Linked DNA regions of Sus scrofa: region 1 is linked to region 2. The links are chromatin contacts, called in public HiChIP or PLAC-seq maps. All regions are on one chromosome and are shown on one strand. The core of a region is the stretch at or near the end of the contact, and the rest is flanking DNA. Distances in the headings are between cores, read along the strand shown. Region 1 has its middle 89 kb from the start of AFTPH. Region 2 has its middle 68 kb from the start of SERTAD2.

The links. HiChIP or PLAC-seq counts read pairs in DNA pulled down with a chosen protein or histone mark.
Region 1: an H3K27ac HiChIP or PLAC-seq map of alveolar macrophages shows a contact between it and region 2. The contact joins two enhancer-like sites. A contact is called at or near these places in 2 of 2 datasets of contacts at active chromatin or transcription factors (alveolar macrophages and skeletal muscle).

What each region holds. Positions count from the first base shown.
Region 1 is chr3:77,332,355-77,336,083 of Sscrofa11.1, forward strand. No RefSeq gene overlaps it. Among named protein-coding and RNA genes, the nearest start is that of AFTPH, 89 kb to the right of the region's middle. Within about 2 kb of position 2,122, at least 52 of the 83 cell types and tissues checked have an H3K27ac peak or open chromatin away from gene starts, as enhancers often do. A contact at or near this core is called in alveolar macrophages, where this site is marked.
Region 2 is chr3:77,122,335-77,125,960 of Sscrofa11.1, forward strand. No RefSeq gene overlaps it. Among named protein-coding and RNA genes, the nearest start is that of SERTAD2, 68 kb to the right of the region's middle. Within about 2 kb of position 2,352, at least 15 of the 83 cell types and tissues checked have an H3K27ac peak or open chromatin away from gene starts, as enhancers often do. A contact at or near this core is called in alveolar macrophages, where this site is marked.

The DNA.
Region 1 (3,729 bases), core at 872-3,371, 210 kb after region 2:
GAACCACCAGGGAACTCCTCCATTACTTCATTGTTCACAGGAGGCTTTTTGTTATCCCATTTTATGAGGGAGGAAAGTCAGACTATTTCTGCATAACTTGCCTAAAATTACAGGGCACTACAGAACAGAACTGGATTCTCATGCCATCACGCGCTATGTTTGGTATCATATATCCGACTGTCCATATGCCTGCCCCAAGGAGCTTAAATTCCAGTTGATGTCATTCCTCACAAATGGCATTTTTTATGGCAGAGATTGTTCTCTCAGGGATGGTGCCCCTCCTGTTTAAACCACTCCCATATTGTTGTGGTTCATTTACAGCCTGATTATTCCCATAGGAGAAATACCTGACATGGAATTGCTGGGACAAAGAGAAAGGATATTTCCAAGGCTCCAGACACATCCGGGTTGGCTCTGAACAAACCTCTGCTCCCTCAAACCCTCTCCCAGCCCCAGCCACTCAGGGTACTCACCAACCAGCAGGAAGTCCCCATCCCCTAAGTCCTCCTCTCTCATCCCAACACCCCCTGCCTTTTCAAATGTCAGAAACAGGTAACGGGGTCCTGGGAGATGGGACTTGAGAGACCTGGCCACCAAATCTCCCCATCTCTGATCTGGACTCCAGATTCAGAACTCCAATTTAGAACATCAGAATTACTCCTTTGAGTTAAGGGCGGTGTGGCTCAAAAGTTGCTGGTTGTAAAATGGACACCAGATCTGAGCCTTGTCTGTGACTTACACCACAGCTCATGGCAACGCCGGATCCTTAACCCACTGAACAAGGCCAGGGATCGAACTCACATCCTCATGAATACTAGCGGGGATCATTACCACTGAGCCACAATGGGAACTCCAAGTTATGCATGTTTTTAATTTTACTGAGGACATTATGTAAAAATATTACAGAATATTCTGGGGAAAAAAGACAAAATATCATGGCTACATCTTTTCCCACATTTTTAGGTCAGGGAAATTGTCTCTTTCTATGAAATGGGAACAACCTTTCGTGAACCTTTCGATCAGCATCTTCAAAAGTATCCAACATTTTCTTGGACAGATTTTCAAATCAGCCTATAAATGACATCCATAGCGCAATGGCCTGCGGTTCTCTATGAGAGGACTGGATATATGAGCCCCACCAGGTGCTGGAAACCCCTCAGAGGCCATTGACAATGCGGCCAGAGTGCTTTTCCAGCTCCGTTGTAAACAATTTGGGATTTAATCTAAAGAGATGCTAAGTGGATCAAGTCTTTGAGGTAATTTGTGTCAATTTCCAAGTCACTCCTGGTCATCATTGAAGAAAGCTACTTTTTATTAAAGAATCCCAGGGCTGACTGTAGGAAAGAGCCTCCCGCCAGCCCCCCTCACCAGGCCAATACTCAGCAGAGGCCAAGGACTGCCCAGAACAGCCCGCTAATTGAGGGAACCGAGGCAGGATCGGCGTCCTCAGGGAGCTCAGTCTGGCCTCCTGCCGAGCTGGACGGGGGTGTCGGTGCTCCAGAGCCGCGGTTCTCAAACTTCGCGAACCCCGGGGAGGGCCTGTGAACCTAGCTTGCTGGGTCCGGAGATCCACCGCTGGCCCGAGAGCCTGCACTTCTAAGTTCAAGTGCGGGGGCTGCTGCTGCTGCTGCTGGTCCCAGGGCCGCTTTTAGAGGACACTCGGCCGGGGAGCTCCGAGGGAGGACCCAGGGGCGCGCCCCAGGGAGGAGGGCCGGGGTCAGACCTCGGGGCGGAGGGCGCGGACGCCAGGCCCTACCCGAGAAGGAAGCGGCGGAGGCCGGAACCGCGGGCGGCGGCGCGACGACTGGGGCCGGGTGACACGGGGCGGCGGGCGCCTCGGCGGCGGCGGCGGGCAGAAGGCCCCACGGGCCACCCAGGGCGCGGGCGGCCCGGCACGGCTTCCCCAGCCTCTGTGCCCACTGCCCGGAAGGGAGACAAAGGCGCCACGGGGGATGGACTGGAGCGTCCCTTCTGAATGTCCAGACTGGCTGGGTCCCTGGCTCTCAAACACTTCCTTCTCTACGGCTGCCTGTCGCTAGCGCTGGGCTCTCCTCCCAGCCCAAGGGGGAGGGGAGGGAAGCGAGAGAGAGACAGAGAGAGACCCACAGGCACCCCACCCCACCCCCGCAAGACCGTGGGCCTCTGTCAAGAGCCTTAGATTCTATGCCCAGGGCAGCTCCTCACAGCCACGTGGCCTTTAACAGCTCACCTCGCCTCACTGGCCTCAGTTTCTCCTTCTGTAAAGCAACTGCATTGGAGATGGTTGCTGAGCTTCCTTCCAGCTCTAGAGAGCTAGGATTGCCCACACTGACCGGTGAGAGACAGATAGTGGAATGGGGTCCGGGTGCGAGGGGTAACAGGGGTGTGGGCAGGCAGGGGCTGCGAGGTGCTGGAGGGAAGGAAGAGAGAAGGTGGAGGGGGCCTCTCAGGCACCTTTGCCAGCTCCACTCCCTCATCCTGGCCTCCAAGAGTGGGGCTGGCAGAGTCCCTACATCAGGAAAGGCCCCCACGGGAATCCCCTCACTATCTTGCCTAGTTTGCAGCCTGGTTTGCTGGGGGATGAGAGAAGGAACAGGAAGGAACACGCAGGTTGGACTGGAAAATCCAGCTGGGCAGGCGACAGCTGTGACTGTACCTTACACTGGAGGTTCAAGCCTTGCTTGGCCCCGTCCCTGCAGCACAGGCCCTGCTGGACCTTGGGCAGCCGGGTCCAGGGGCGCGGCTGCCACTGAGCTGAGAGCTCATGAGCAGAAAGTCAAATAGCGTTTAGATTTGAGACTGCACACATGTGCTTCCAAGACTGTGTGGAAATGACTTTATTTTCAACTTAACTCCATCTTCCTATAGATTTACTCAGTGAGTTCAAAGATGCTAGTTCTTAATTTATAAGCTCAGTGGCAGCTTCCAACACATTAACCCAAAGGCCACCCCTGCCCCCCTCTGCAGGAAGCAAAGCTCCCACAAAATGTCCAGATGGTTCGGAGAAGTGTGTAAGACAGTCTGGTTGCAAGTGGCAGAAACGCCTCTCCCAGTAGCTTAAAGATACATATACCTATATGATATATAGATATAGATAGTATTTTATATGCATGTTTGGCTCACAGAGTCTAAATAAAAGTTAAAAAGTAGTAGGAAAGACAGGGATGCTGTTACATTCTGAATGTGATAAGACTCTTTGGTGCCAGCTCCCAAGCTTAACAACTTAAAAGTCTGCCTGCAACTTTTCTTCAAAAATTTAAAGCAGGGGAATCCTCAGCAAACCACACAGAACATTTAAGAAAGGTCTGCCAGAGGCCCAAGGCTTCACCAGGCTCAGGGCTGTGGAGAGGCTCTTCTGGACCTGAGCCTGTGCAGGGCGTGGGGAGCCCACTTATTGGTAATGGTTCCAAAATACAAACACCTCCACTGCCTTGGACTGATGAAGCCCACATAATTCTCAGGCTGGGACCCACCAGCCAGTTCTGCCAGAGAGCTGGGACCAGCCAACTGGGACAGCCTCCAGGAAGGGCTGGCCATGTGAGCATTTGACCTCTTCAGCAGAAGTGGTCAAAGCCACTGTGTGTGGTGGCAAGGGTTGTGCACTGCAGCTCCAGAGGTGCCATTTTGCTGTTGATTCTGTGAAGGCGCCCCCTGGAGTTCTGCAGTGCACAGTGCAAGCCAGAGGCCTTCCTGTTATTCAGGACAACCACGCAGTCTGGTGATTGTAGAAACAGATTAGAAATTATAGCA
Region 2 (3,626 bases), core at 1,102-3,601:
AAAGAATGCCTAACCCATGTGCCCAGGTTCAGTTAGGGCCCACCATCTTACGATGGACGAATCAACCATCAGGAGGAGGGAAACCTGGTATCTCTGAAGCTCTGCAGGCATTGAGCTCAGTGGTGCCTGAGATGTCCACCTTCTATAGGAAAAACAGCTGCTTTCTGTGGGCAGAGGGAAGACTGGGGCCCCTCCTCTTGACCTTGGCGCAGCTTGCCCTGGCATCCTTTTTTTTTTCTTTTTTCTTTTCTTTTTTTTTTTGGTCATGCCTGTGGCATGTGGAAGTTCCAGGCCAGGGATTGAACCCAAACCACAGCAGTGCCCCGAGCCATAGCAGTGACAACACCAGATCCTTAACCCACTGCACCACCTGCAAATCCGATAATGTGGTGTTTTAAGCCACTACATATTAGGGTGTGTCTAGAGTATGACCAAGGATGAGATCAAAGATTTAGTTTCCTTTTGTAAAATGGGCAAAGTAGTGGTATCCTCTTCATAGAATGATTGTGTTCTGAATGGAATAATGGTGCAAGTGTCAGCACAGTGCCTGGCACACAGTACGTCTTCAGTAAACTCCAGGCTCCTTCTTGCCCCTTCTCCAGAAGGCTATACATTCCAGGTGTGAGTGACTCTTGGCCACTGCTCCAAACTTCCTGGGCAGACACCCAACTTTCCTTAAAGGGAATGCCTAGGATCAAATTTGAAAGTGGGGTTGGAATGCACTTGATTTTTTTTCTTTCTGGGACAATCTGTGACCCCTTTAAGAAAAATATCCCCACCTTGTATGAATAAAAGAATGTTTCTTTTCTTCCTCTTCAATTTAAGATATCAAGGAATTAAGTCTTCACTTCTCTCTCTCTCTCTTTTTAAACATGAAATATGCTTGCTCATGCTGAAAAGTACCGGCTTGAAATAAAACAACTCCCCTTCTGTTTCACAGCCAGCAGGTTTTCTGCACCACCCCAACCCTGCAGAGCTACAGACTGCACAGCGGGCAGACTTTGTTGAACAGATGAACAACTGTGGCTTAATCTGTTTTGAGGGGAAAAAAAAAAAAAGTCCTGAAGCAATTGATAAACAGGAGGCTGAGGTCAGAGTGAAGGAAGAGTAAATGAGGCCAGATTGGGGACCACTGAAACGTAAGCCTCTTTCATCCCCTGCACTGAATCGGGTGTGTGAGTGAGAGTCAAGACTAATCTGCTGGGGAAAGGAATGAGAGCCTCTCACATTGCCTGAGTTTGGAGTTATGTTTTCATTATCATTCAAAAGTATTTTAAGATTATATTTTGTATTCTTGTACTTATTTATTTTATTTTATTTTTTCCCTTAAGCTTAAGTAACAGAGCAGATGAAACTTTGTTTTGCTTTTTAAGGCTGCACTGGTGACATATGGAGGTTCCCAGGCTAGGGGTCCAATTGGAGCTACAGCTGCCTGTCTGCACCACAGCCACAGCAATGCAGGATCTGAGCCTTGTCTGCAACCTAAACCGCAGCCCAGGGCAACACCAGACCCTTAACACACTGAGCGAGGCTGGAGATCAAACCCAAAACCTCCTGGTTCCCAGTCAGATTTATTTCCCCTGTGCCACAATAGGAACTCCCTTGTACTTATTATTCAGAAAATTTTTGGAAGTGAACATAGAAAAGCGCACAAATCATAAGTACAGACCAGTGAGTGTTCACAAACCAAACATGTCGTGTAACCAGCACCCAGGTCAAGAACAGAATATCCACGGCATCAGAGATGCGCCGCCCCCCACCCCTCAACAGACCCCGTAAGGAGAATGGCTATCCTGATTTAAATCCCGTTATTATTTTTAGTAGCTCATACACATTGATGTGTGTGCTTCTGGAGACATTCTACACATCTACAGGAATATGGCTGTTATTATTCTGTGCAAATGTAGTAAAATGTACTATGCACACTATGTAGGGTATTATCCACACTGTTCTGCCTCTGCCTTTTTCACATTTATCTTGGTGAACCTTCCATAGCACTACATAGAAACAGCCCGCTTTCTGGAGAGGTCACATTGTAGTCCACTGGCTCAATGTACCACAATTTATTTAATTTTATTAAAAGGCAAAGAGGTTGTGTCCAACTTTTTCAGAGCTGGCTTTTTAAAAAAGTATTCCAGAGCTACCTTTGTTGTCCTTTAGATTTAAGGTGGCAGCTAGGCACTGCTCTTTGGAAGCCTTAAAAATACAACTACTTCTTACTCTATTCTGAATTGTGTTGGGTGTGGTACCGCCTGGGGTGGTCGATTATTTTATTGCCTTGTCCTGTTAGGACTCAGTTATTCCATGTTTGAATGTGTATCCAGGAAGTGGAAATAATGTCCCCAACACCCCCACTTCCTTTTCTGGCAAATGTGTGTCCGGCGGCGAGTGAATCCAGCCACTTTCAGCCACCCCCTCCCTTCAGTCAGTGACTTAGCTGGCATTGTCCAGGCTGAAATCTGGAGATTTTAGGACATGGACCTTAAGAGGGCTTCCAGACAGGACTTGTCTGAAGAACTGTTGTTCATGTCGGCTAAATAAAGCCTTCCTTTTCTGCTTTCCTTTTCTTTCCTCTGTGGCTTCTTTTCGTCCCTCACTCCCAACCCCAGCCCCAGTCTCTGGTCTTTTCCTGCTCTGAAGTCAGCTCTCAGAGTCATTTAGACTTAATGTGAGTTCAAGTCAGTGCCTACTTCTTGTTCCTAGTGGTATTTGCCCTTTAAATTTCTTACCTACCATAATGATAGAACAAAAAACTCTGCCCTCTTAAGACTTTTCGACTCCCTGACAGCAAGGACGGTTGTGTATTCAGGGATGGGGGCAGTCTCCTCACCCCCGTCCTCCTTCACTACCTGAATCATGCCTGTCTTCTCCCAGCTCTCAGAGGACAGACAGGAAGTGGCAGGCCAGGCTGGTTCAGGACCTCAGGAGAATGTAGGAGTGTCTCTGTATCTGTTTCCAATGGTGGAGGGGCAGACGCCACCAGAACTACAGAAACATGTCTTCCAAAGGCAGGGTCACAGGCAAGTATTAGGGACAGAGCGGCCCTTAGTTCAGCATCAGAGGAAAGTCCTTAGGGGTGTCGCACCAGGAGGTAAGGATCACTGAATCACCTTTCAGAACTGGCAACCACATCTTCTTTGGGCCTAAGTAACTACCTCATAGAGTTGTAATGCAGAATAAATGAATGGATATATAGCCATGGCAAGGGGTCTTTAAATGTTAGCTCTAATTATTATATGAGGTGGCCCAGACCTAGCGGCCCCACTTCCTGTTACCAGGAAGGGACCAGATTGGCTTGTCGTCACTCCATTTGTCCTTCTCCAATTTGCCCTGCTCTCCCAATTGAGCCTGAAGGGACAGTCCAGGCTCTTCCAGCTTGACCCGTCTTGCTAGTCTCTGCAGACCCCTTTACTTCCCTTCCTCTTGCCTGCCAGGGAGCCTTCAGTCTTCACTCTTCCTCTGCAGGACCTTCACTGCCTTGACTTTCTTCCACAAGGGGCAAAAAGCCTACCGCATTCAAAGAGAAAATGCTTTCCCTGGTGATTTTGTCTCTTTAGTCCCTCATCTTTGCATTGTCCAGACTCCTTCCAGACTCCTAATTCCAGGGTCTTCCTCCCCCAGCATTT